Regions from separate parts of the Ovis aries genome. Here regions 1 and 2 are each linked to region 3. The links are chromatin contacts, called in public Hi-C maps. All regions are on one chromosome and are shown on one strand. Each heading gives the region's core, a stretch centred on a gene start, on an enhancer-like site or on the middle of the called end of the contact. The rest is flanking DNA. Distances are from core to core; before and after follow the strand shown. Region 1 holds the start of USP38 (ubiquitin specific peptidase 38). Region 2 holds the start of SMARCA5 (SWI/SNF related, matrix associated, actin dependent regulator of chromatin, subfamily a, member 5). Region 3 holds the start of GAB1 (GRB2 associated binding protein 1).

Evidence for each region. A called contact is a pair of places that touch in the nucleus more often than the background predicts.
Region 1: a contact with region 3 is called in a Hi-C map of hypothalamus, with 7 times the contacts expected there. The contact joins the promoter of USP38 here to the promoter of GAB1 in region 3. A contact is called at or near these places in 4 of 16 Hi-C or Micro-C datasets (hypothalamus, liver, muscle and 1 more).
Region 2: a Hi-C map of hypothalamus shows a contact between it and region 3, with 4 times the contacts expected there. The contact joins the promoter of SMARCA5 here to the promoter of GAB1 in region 3. A contact is called at or near these places in 2 of 16 Hi-C or Micro-C datasets (hypothalamus and liver).

The regions. Positions count from the first base shown.
Region 1 is chr17:14,784,520-14,788,360 of ARS-UI_Ramb_v3.0, forward strand. It overlaps USP38 (ubiquitin specific peptidase 38), which reads right to left and starts at 2,139. Exons shown (of 9, transcript XM_042234314.2): 1 at 942-2,139. The coding sequence starts at 1,623.
Region 2 is chr17:14,461,937-14,465,721 of ARS-UI_Ramb_v3.0, forward strand. SMARCA5 (SWI/SNF related, matrix associated, actin dependent regulator of chromatin, subfamily a, member 5) reads right to left here and starts at 1,623. Exons shown (of 23, transcript XM_060400631.1): 1 at 1,227-1,623. The coding sequence starts at 1,403.
Region 3 is chr17:14,615,872-14,619,422 of ARS-UI_Ramb_v3.0, forward strand. GAB1 (GRB2 associated binding protein 1) reads right to left here and starts at 1,668. Exons shown (of 13, transcript XM_060400634.1): 1 at 1,261-1,668.

The DNA of each region.
Region 1 (3,841 bases), core at 889-3,388, 170 kb after region 3:
AGATGATGCAAATACACAGTTGGTAATTCTTTCATAAATGCATTTAATTCAACAGAAAACATGGAGACTGTTAAAACTCTAGTCTTAGTTTTAATTCTCAAGATAAAAGGGGGTTCCCCCTCCTTCACAACTTCAATTTCCAACAACAGCCGGAAGGATGACGGTACCAAGCAGAGAGGGAGTGAACACAGTTTTGGATCTAGTGTTGCACAACTTTCAGAGCTGGAAGCTCCATGTCTGGACAAGGAACGTAAACACACAGGTAAAATTTCTGGGTGAGAAGGCATTTTCCTGTTAAGTATCACCTGACCCCCTCCTGTGGTTCTAAGGTCACGATTCTTGGCCTATATATACCTGGAGCGGGAAACACCGATCACTCAGCCCCCCGGTATCCACTCTCACAAACTACCGTGGACAGAGAATACCAATATTCAGCAACTACACAGTTAACTAGGATAATCCAGCAATAAAACAAACAGCACAGTCCAGTAATTAAAATGTGGGAAAATTCAGAAGCTAAGGAAAAACTCATGACAACAAGATGACAAAATCACAGCACGATTATGATACGGTAAACATGATTATGCTGCCATTAGTCACTCACGAATAAAAGCTTTACATGCTTTATGTAGTAGCTGTCATCCTCAAAACATTCCATAACTTGAGCAGAGGCTGAGTAATTAAGCGACTTGTTTCCTGCCAAAGGTCTTAGACCTGGACATTCTCAACCTTTAAAATAGAAACACTGCTCCCTTTTTTTTTTTTTTTAAAGTCCAAAGTGACAGGCTGATTATGGCAAGTGGAAGAGAATCTGGATGAGGGTGTTAAGATCTGCTTTTCCACGAAGACGTTTTCAGAGCCGGTAAACGAACACGGTGTGTATGTAAGAGACACAAACTACATTTCCAAGAGAGGCTGTCCGTGAAGGCCACGACCCTTACCTGTGGAGGAAATGCTTGCAAAAACTTCTTGCAGAGAAGGCAGCAGGGTGGAGGGCTCGGCCTTCCAGATGTTCTGCAGCAAGTTACTCACTTTTGTCACCTGCGAAACATATTCCCGCAGCTCTTTCTCCTGGGTGGACACGCATTGGAAGTGGCCTATCGTTCGAACCAGCTGTTGGCAGAAGGTGATGGACAACTTCCCCTTGGGGATGCACTGCACGAAGTCTGTCAGGAGGTCGCTGAGTCGGGCGCACAGCTGCGGCTCCGGCCTCTCGCACACCATCCGCAGCACCTCCACCTGCAGCAGGCCGAAGAGGTCCAGCACCGACGGGCAGCTCATGATCAGCTTCAGGCCATTGTGAATGTAGTCCACGATGGCTACGTCCTTCCTGTCCAGCGAGTGGTAGCCCTGCTGAAGGAGACCCAGCACGAACGTCTTGTTGAAGAAGGACTCGAACTCCGGCCGGTGGTAGCGCGCGTAGGCCTCCAGCACTTGGTGGCCCACCTGCCGCTGAAAGGGGTCCTGGCCCTCCAGGATGAGCCTGGTCGTCAGGTCAAACATGGCCTCGCACTGCGCCTCGTCCAGCCAGTGCTCCGCCGACTCCACCACCTTCCGCACGATCATCCGCTTCAGGGGCAGCGGGTGCGAAGAACTCACCAGGCCCTCCAGGATCTTGTCCATTGTCGCCACGCAGCAAGGCCCGGGCCAGGGGGTGAGGAGCCGGTGGCCACGGCCCCGAGGTGGGCCAGGAGAGCCCCGGGGCGGAGGCGAACCTGGAGCGCAGCAGCAGCAGCAGCGGGACCGACCACCGCCACCGCCGCCTCAGTAGCCACATTTATCGGGCAGGGGGGCCCATCCGAGTCCGGGCGGGAGTTGGCAAGTCTGGGGCGTCTAAGAACCGGCCCCGTCCGCGCTGGGCCTAAGGAGCCAGAGGCCCACACTCCGCCGCCGCTGCCGCCGCCCCGGGCCCGCGGTCTCTCTCAGCATCAGCGCGGAGGGGCCAGCGGGGGCCCCCCGAGCTGCGGCGGGCACTCAGGGCCCGGGGCTGCCAGCCGCCGGGTGAGGAAGCGCGCCTCCGCGCGCCGCGGCAGGTGTAGGCGTTCGGGCTCCAGCCGGTCCTGGGATGAAACCCGGCCTGGGTTGAGTCAGGAGTGCCTGTCACGAAAGGTGCCGGATCAGCCGGGTAGAAGAGGAGGTGGACACCCTTGACCCGGATTCAGAAGGTCCAGCGAACAGGAAGTGAAGGCTGTCGGAACCTCCGGAAAGGCCCGCCCCGCCGCACTCCTCCCCACCCTACCTCTTTCCTCCTTCTCCTCTCTTCCTCCTCCGCCTCCGCCCGGCTACCCCCTCCAGGGCCCTGCTCGGATCCCCCAGCGGTCCCGCCTCCTTGCTGCCGCGCAGGCGCGGTCGCCCCCGTGGAGTCGCGCGGCGACACCGGCGTCACTGGGGATCACGTGTAAGTCATAGGCGGCTTTCCGGGTGGTGCGGCCGGGAGCCGCTCCGGAGAGCGGTGGAAGTGATGAGTCCAGGATTCCCACCTTCCGATCTCTTGTCGGTTCTGTTCGGGTCGGGTTACATGTGAAAGGCCGAGAAAGTTTTATTTAGTTCAAGTCTTGTGAATCAAAGTTTTGGAAACGTGAACCGAAGAGCATTTGGGGGAGAAAATAAGGAAAAGGACCCAAAATTCGGATTGAAGAGAAGTCATTCATGAACTGCTGCTGCTGCTAAGTCGCTTCAGCCGTGTCCGACTCTGTGCGACCTCAGAGGAGGGTTCCTAAATGCGAGTGCCTTTCTCTTAACGTACGGTTGGGCTTCCCTGGTGGCTCAGAGGTTAAAGTGTCTTCCTGGAATGCGAGAGACTTGGGTTCGATCCCTGGGTCGGGAAGATCCCCTGGAGGAGGAAATAGCAACCCACTCCAGTACTCTTGCTTGGAGAATCCCATGGAGGGAGGAGCCTGGTAGGCAACAGTCCATGGGGTCACAAAGAGTCGGACACGACTGAGCGACTTCACTTCACTTCATGGTTATTAAAGTAAGGGCGGTACTGGCGACGGTATACATTTAGAAACGATCTTTAACAGGTATCTTCTCGTGGGATAGCTGTCAGGGCTTCCCTGATATCTCTGTTGGTAAAGAATCCGCCTGCAATGCAGGAGACCCCGGTTCGATCCCTGGGTTGGGAAGATCCCCTGGAGACGGGAAAGGCTACCCACTTTAGTATTCTGGCTTGGAGAATAACGTAGAGTGTATATAGTCCATGGAGTCGCAAAGAGTCGGACACGACTGAGCAATGGGGAAACTGACAGTGTGGGATAGCGAAAAATACGTTGTCCCCAGAATGGGAGGAGAGTAAGGAAAATGATAGATGAGAAAGAATGACAGTGCTTTGAAAATAAACCCAATGAAATCTTAACAGTATTTATGTTAGGCTGACACTGGCTAACAATAAGAATAGATGGAGTCATCATGTTTGTAGTTTTTCAATTTAAATTCCAAAGATTCTCAGTAAGAATTTAGGCTTTCATGGGAGGCCTTTAAATTGAAAAATTACCTAATTATGTCTCCGTTAAGGCTTGACTCTTATGATTGTGAAATCAGACCTTTAATGGCCTGTAATACAGACGAAAATTTAAAGAGCTGTTTCATTTAAAATACACAATAGAAAAGAAGCAAACTTGTGAGTTGTTTACTTTGCTCAGTGGTGTTTGGGTTTCTACCAGTTTACAAAGTGGTTACATCAATATATTGAGTACATTAGTGAGGGTAATCTTGGGGCTTCCCAGGTGGTTCAGTGGTAAAGTATTTGCCTGCCAATGCAAGAGGCAAAAGATGCAGATTTAGTCCCTGGGTCAGGAAGATCCCCTGAAGAAGGGAATGGCAACCTGCTGCAGTATTCTTG
Region 2 (3,785 bases), core at 373-2,872, 150 kb before region 3:
TACCTCACCCTAGATAAGGCCGCTAGTTACACAGAGTAGGACTCCACTGAACTGACTTATGACCTAGTACAGCACCCAAATAAAACTACTGAGCCAAATGCTCTATGGTAAACTGCCCTGCCATTTCCTTATCGTGTTAATTCTGCAGCAACATTCCCTTTCAGAGCAGTATTACCTTTGCTCAATCTATCCAAGGATGGAAAAATTCCAGAAATCTCTGGGTTGCGACTATAAAATATCTCAAAACAGATCGAAGGCCAAGAATAAAATTGGAAGGAGCAAGCAACACTTTGTTCCCAGACATCGCAAAACCTTGGAGCACACCCAAAAGACCCGCCTGGCAGTTCCCCAATCTCTCCACCCTCGCAGTACTGTTACCATTCCCTGACCCACCAGCCCCAGCCCAGAAGGTAGGGAGCCATAGAGAACGGTACCAATTTTCAAAATAAGGCCAAGGCCCCCAAAGAGGAAATGCGCTGGTCTGTAAGCAAACTAACCGCCCCTCACTCACTAATTCATTCATCCATCCATCCATCACTCCCCCCACAAAATGAAATGGGGGTTCAAGACAGCTGCTGCCGCCGTGGTCGCTTCCCTTCCCCACGGAACAGTGCCTGGGAGGAGCCTCCTCTCCCTCCGAGGGAGCAGCTGTGCCCCGCTTATCCCCACTGCGCCCTCGGCCATCCAGCCCTCGCCATTGTTTCTGCGAAACAGATACCGCCCCCGCAAAGAACGGGATGAAGAAAAGGAGGCCCAAGCCCTCGGATGCGCTGCTTTTAAATGCCTTCCCCACCCCGCCTGTCTACCCCCGTACCTAGAGGGAAATTTCCCTCGCCCTCTCCCCAAGTTTAGCGGAAAGTAAAATCGAGATTCAGAGATGAGCGAGGGAATTATGGGAGTCCAGCTTAAAAAAAAAAAAAAAAAGGGTAGATCTTCACTCGGCCTCAGTAATCAAGAACATGTGTCTAATAAGAGCGTTCGAGGATTTGGCAAGGTTCGCCAAAGAGACAAATAATATAAACGTGAAGTGCCAGAAATCCACTTGAGGTTGCCTGGATTGCTTACGCGCAAGGGTGAGAGCATCATTTCCGACCCAAACGGTCTGAGGCCGTGTTGGAGTGCGAAGGGGTGAAGTTTGGCTCTGCGTCTCATCACTAGTACAGAGGCGAGGGAACCAGTTCCTCCTCCCCATCCTGCCCTCTTTCCACACCACGAGCCGCCCTCACCTCCATCTCCGAGTCCGCGGGGCCGGCGCTGGCCACGGAGGGAGCCGCCTGGGCTGCGACGCCCTCGGGGCCGCCTTTGTTGCTGCTGTTGCTCCCGCTGCCGGCGGCCGAGGCTGCGGGCTTGGAAGGCGCGCTCTCGGGAGGCGGGGGTGGCGGAGGGTCGGCCGCGGACGACATGATGTTCCGTCTGCGTCACCCGCTGCTGCCAGAGGCCGGGTCCGGCAGGGAGGAGGAGGAGGAGGCCTAGGCCTGGGTGGCTGCGTCGCAACGAGCAGATGGAGAAGCGAGAGGACTACCCGAAAGCCCCCTGCGCCGCGGCTCGGCGACGAGCCCAAACCAGGCCCAGCAACCTCCCCCTCTGGTCGCCCTCCTCTTCCGCGGGGCTCCGGGTTCGACCGGCGCTTTACCCCACGGCGGGAATCACGTCGACGAGAGTGGGCGGGGCCACTCGGGTCACTGAGGTCAGGGAAGGCGGGCTGATTCACAGGAGGGCGGAGGGTTGAGGGAAAAAGAAAGGAAAGCAAAGGAGGGACAGAGACTGGGAACTGGCTTAGCTGCCTCCTCTTCTTCCTCTGGTAGATATCATCTATCTCGCCAGCACTCAGTTCTACTACCTACGCCACCGACTATCAACACTCGCGAGATTGATAGTTGGCTACATGACTGGGCTCCGAGTGCGCATGCGCATTCTCCCCTCTTTGCCCTGGGCCACGCCTCCTTCGAGGCCCCAGAGAGCTCTTGGGTAAGGAATGGGCGGGGCCTCGAGGGAGAGATTGGAGACGTAGGTTTGTCCGTCGGCTTCCCGGCATGACGCGAGCGCTGTCTTCCAGGCGTTCTTAACGGCTCAGGGTCCACCGGCGCCTGGTCTGCTCTGCTTGGCAGGGATCTGCGGCACTCCCAGAAAACTTGCCCAGGTTTTGCGCCGCCTACTGCAGTATAGAGGCCTGTGCAGGCCTTAACACTTTCGCTGCCGCCGCTCATAGGTGTGACGCCAATGTGTTGAAGATGGTTTAGTTATCCCAGTTGACGTCTCTTAGGTTTTGTTGTCTAAACAAAAGGGCCCGTTGGTGTAATATTTTTTTGTCTACACGTTAGCTATAAGAATCATTTCTAAATTCCTTCTACTTCTCTTACAGAGTTAAACGATATTTTCTCTGAATTTACGTGCTAAACATAAGCAAACTGCCCATCACCATGTGAATGAGAGTCATAGATAAGAGTCATAGATAATCGGTAGATAAGAGAGGCCATGGGCTGTATCTTTTGCTCAACCACTAAATATTAAAATGTACAGACTGCTGTGCATTTCTTTCTCCTTAAGAAATACTTCGAATAATTTCCAGTGGTTACGCCTTCCACTGTCCTCAACATAGCCTGTGGGTCTTGCGCACGGATCTGCTGCAGGTTATCAAGAACATCGTGTTCTACTCAATAGAAAATCGTACTGCTGTGAATTGTTATCTGCCCTGCACAGGCTCTTATCCATCTTTGTATCCCCATATCCAGTATTCTATCAGTATGTATTGAATAGCGGAGACACACTTTTCAAGAGTTAAGATTTGAGCAAACTGTTGATTATGTTGAATTTCAAATAGAAGAGCTCTCCTTTGAATCTGTAGCCTGCAAACTTTTAACTGATCAAATGATAATTTTTAAGTTGAGATCTGGAAAAATGCCCCCCAGCCCATTAGAAATACTGTTTGTGAGACTATAAGGAACCATCTAAGGATATATGAACAGAAAAATACACAAATGATGTTTGTTGTGGTCTTCACCTGTTACTGCAAAAAGCCAGCAGTAGTGAGTCCAACATAGAAAGTGTGATTTTAAAGCTGTTGTACACCCACACAGTGAACTATTATTTATCTTCAACAACCATTAATGTAGAAGAGTGTTTATTATATAGTGTTAACTGAAAAAACTTAAGTTGAAAAACATGAATGAAACATTGTAAGGATAATCATAAAAGTATTGAAAGTGATTGTTGTTGGTATATATTTCCTAATTCTTTTTAGGTTGTATTTTTATTTTTTTCTAAAGTGAATCTGTGTGTTACTATATCAAGAAACTTATTTTTTATATTTAAAAAACACTTTTACCAGAAAAGATGATGTGGAAGTAAAAATGTCTAGGGTAACAGACACTGACATACAGACACTGAACAAATACTTATGAACAGATATTTAATATTGACATTAAGAAGAAAGCATATAACATTTAGTATTCAGAGTATTTCTTCACTCTACAGGTACATATCTTGGATCTTGGTTTAGAAACCCTAAAAATATACTGAATATGTAAATTGATGAAGGCTGACAATTTAAGAAAAACAAGTAGCAAGACAATAAAATTACCTCTAAAATGACACCTGTCTTTCTTAACATAGACATTTATACTATGAGTGAGTTTCTCATGTGAGCATATGAAAGCTGTATGAGAATCCTGTGGAGGTAATTATGGAGGAAAGATACTTAAAAGAAAGGAGGAAGAGGAAACAGAATTTTTGAATCCAGTAATCTAACCACAGGGACAGAAAAACATTTTGAGCAAGGTCTAGGA
Region 3 (3,551 bases), core at 418-2,917:
AAGAACATCCCTAGGATTTGTGGCATCAAATCCTTAAAGGAGAACTACTTGCCTATAGCAAATTCTGGCAGCAAGTAAACCAGAAACTCACTGGTGAGTTGTGGGCTAAGTTAAATATTGCACTTCACTCCGTTCTATGCAAGCAAACTGACTAACAGGGTTACCTCGAGCTCTCGCATTGGGTGTAGACATCCTTTCACAAGAAACAGGGTCCATTATTACTCTCCCCGTTAGCAAATTTATATTTAAGGGGGCACATACTGTGCTTTCGAGACATACTTTACTAGACAAATATTTGCTCCATAAGCGAGGGCAAAGGTGTCATTTCTTTCCTTTGCTGTGGGCAGCGACAGAAGAATCAATGGGGGAGAAGGGGATAAGATCCCAGACTCCCCAAAGAGGACACAGACTTCCGCTGCAGTAACGTTGGTTCTTTCAAGGAATACTTCCCCTAACGGCTAAAACGGCTTAACACATAATCAGCATCTTGTATCAATTACACAAATACCACGAAGCAACTGTGGTGGCCTGGGAAAGGACCATAACACACAGAACTCCTAACTGGCCTTCGCTGTCCCCTCCCACAGGGTTTGACAGCGTGTCCAAGGCGCCCGAACACCAGCCATCAGGCTCCCCCCAGCGCCCTCCTCTCGCAGCAAACTGCCAAGGCTCTCGGGCCAAACTCCAACGTCCCTCGATTCAAAACCGAGAAAGTGTGAACCCCGCTAAGCAAACGGTAGGGCGCGTAATAACTTTTTTTTTTCTTTTCCGTGGAGCGGATTGGAGATGCTCGGCTCTAACGCCAACTTCCCAGGTCTCCCGTCCGCTTTCCGAAACCATCCCGTGGGGAAGGCGGGAGGGAGGGCGGTCCAAAGAGAGGGCTGGTGAGTTTTAATACCTCCGTGGTTTTCTCAGTGCGGGAAATTTACTACACAGCAGCCCCTGAGAATTCGGTGCAGGTCTAACGAAAGGAAAATGCTCTCCCCCTCAACCCCTGCTAAAAGGAACAATAAAAAACACTCAGCAGGCGCTCAGCTGGCCATACCAGGCCTTCCTAAGGGCCGATGGAGAAAGAAATTTCTCCAGTCTGCAATCTGGAGAAAGAAAGATGCCTGGCCAAGCGGAGGCCCGGGCATGAGTGTCCAGCCTGGGTCCCCAGCCTGGCAGGGAAGGGGCCTACAGGGAAGGGATGGGGACTAAAGAGGAGCAGTCGGCACGCGAGCCGCCCAGGGAGGGTAACGGGGGCCGAGCTCTACTTACATAACGCTTTAACTTTTTCTCCGGGGGGGACTTGCGGAGCCATCCCGAGCAGACCACTTCGCCGCCGCTCATGGTGCGAGCCTTTAGGGCTGCGGGCCCGGCGCGCTCCCGACACCTTCGACGCCGGACGCCCGTGCAGCTGCTGGGACCTCGCTCTCCCGCGGCGCACCCCAGGCGGACGGGGCGGGCCGGCTCCGCGGCGCTCTGGCTCTTGGCGTTCGAGTTTCTTCCCCGCAGGCAGGTCCGCGGACGTGAGTAGAAGCGGGCACAGCCGCCGAGGCCGACACCTCGGGGCAGGGGCCGCGGCCGGGCCGAAGATGCCCAGGCCTTCCTTCAGTGCACCCGCCCGGCCGCCAGGCGCGCCGTCCCGCCGGCCGCCTCCTCTGCGCTCGGGCTCCACGGGACTCTGCCCCGGCGCGGAGCCCGAGCCTCGGCCCCCTGCGCTCCGCCCCTTCGGGATGGGACCTCCCAGAGCGCACTCCGAGACAGACACGACGCTGCACGCGCGCACACACAGTCTCACACGCTCATACACACACAATGCCCCCGCGCAGTGCCCACTCCGACTGGCCAGCTCTAGGTTTTACTGCGCTTGGCGCTATCCCCTCCTTCCTCCTTCTGGAGAGAGGGTGGGTCACTTCCCCGAGGCGCCCGGACCGCCGCAAGGAATGGGAAAGCCGCGAGGGTCCCGTGGTCAGCGGGCGCAGGGTTGAGGGTTGGTCCCGGGCCACGGAGGGAGCCGCCGGCTCGGCGTCGCTGGACAGAGCGCAGGTCCCGCCGAAGGGTGGGTCCGTGCTGGCCGCCGCCGCAAGAGAGAGAAAGCAGAGGGCGGCAGAAGAAGGAGGCGCTGGGCTGCTTGGCTGCGGGGACCAAGCCTACCGTCCCGTCCCCTAGCGCTGCTCCTGCGCCGCCTCCCCCACCCCAGGGCGCGCGGCAGGTTCTGGGCGGCCCGGCCCCCGGCCCCGATCCCTCCCTCTCCCGGCCTCCCGGCTCCCTCTTCCTCTCTTTCCTCCTCCCCTTCCCACGTTCGGGCCGGCTCCGGTTTCTGCCCAGACTTTCTTTGAAACTCCGCCGGAGCGCTTCCAGCCAAAACAACAAGGGCCAGGGAGGAGGAGACGGGCGGAGGGAGGGAGCGAGCGAGGGAGGGCGCGGGAGTCCGAGAGGCACCCTGGGATCTGTAGTTCGGGACGCTGGAGAGGGGTCCTCGGCGCCCCCGGCGGCCGTGGATCCCGGAGCCCCCGGCGGGCTGGTCGCCAAGGAAGGCAGCGAAGCCTCGCCGAGGGTAACGCCGCGCCATCTCGGGTTCCCGGGCGACCGAGGAACATTCGAAGGTTCAAGTCTGTGGATTGCCATCTTGGCTCAGCCGAGTGTCAGTTCGGAGTTTGTTCTGTGCGGGAGATCGGGAGTTGGGGGCGGGGGAGAGGGGGGCGGGTACTTGACAGCGTGGAAAGCGAAACAGCCTGGAGGAAGACCGCGCGCCCTGGAGAGTCTGCGATCCCGGGGTTTCTGCCCGCAAGACTGAAAGGCGGAGACCAGGAGGGCGAGGTCGCTGGGAGCGCGCCAAGGCGACCAGCCTGCAGGGGAGGTCAGAAGGGGACCCTTCCGGACTGATGTGTGCTGGTCCCCGGAGCAGCCTTGCCTGAGTGGTGGGAGCGCTTAGTGGACCCAAAGGATTCAGTTGAATCTATCTCTGGGGACATTTTGAAGCCTTACACTCCCTCCGTTTGTTGCCAGTTTCTTCCACTTGCCTTGGCTTTTATTTAAAATCAACTCTTGGGGTGTTGGACCAGAAAAGGGAACCTTCACTGGATGTCCTAATGCTATTTGTTTTCTTTTGTGTGTTTTACAATGACTATGATACCTGGCCCTGAGATTAACACGATCCTGTAAGAGAAATATCTTTTCCAATGTATTTATGAGAAACAAAGCCCCTAGACAGATTTTGGAACGTAGTGTAAATAATCAGATAAGAGTGCCAAACGTTTCTGGAAAAAATAACCTCAGGCTTGTTCTTGTTAATACAACATTCATATTCAGTTCCTCTCGAGTTTGAAAATGTTATACAATTGTAGTAGGAAATTAGGTGCTGGGGTGGTGACAAAGAAAGGTCCCTGCACTCAGAGCGGTGACATTTCTAGATAGTTAACAGGGTCAACGCAAGTACAGATTGTGATAAATGTGCCCTGGGAGAAACTGGAAGAATAATAAGGGTGGAACTAGGTCAGATACTAGGGGAGAAGTCTTCCTTAAAGAGGCAGCTAGCCAGAGATGTGAAAGATGTTGTAAAGATG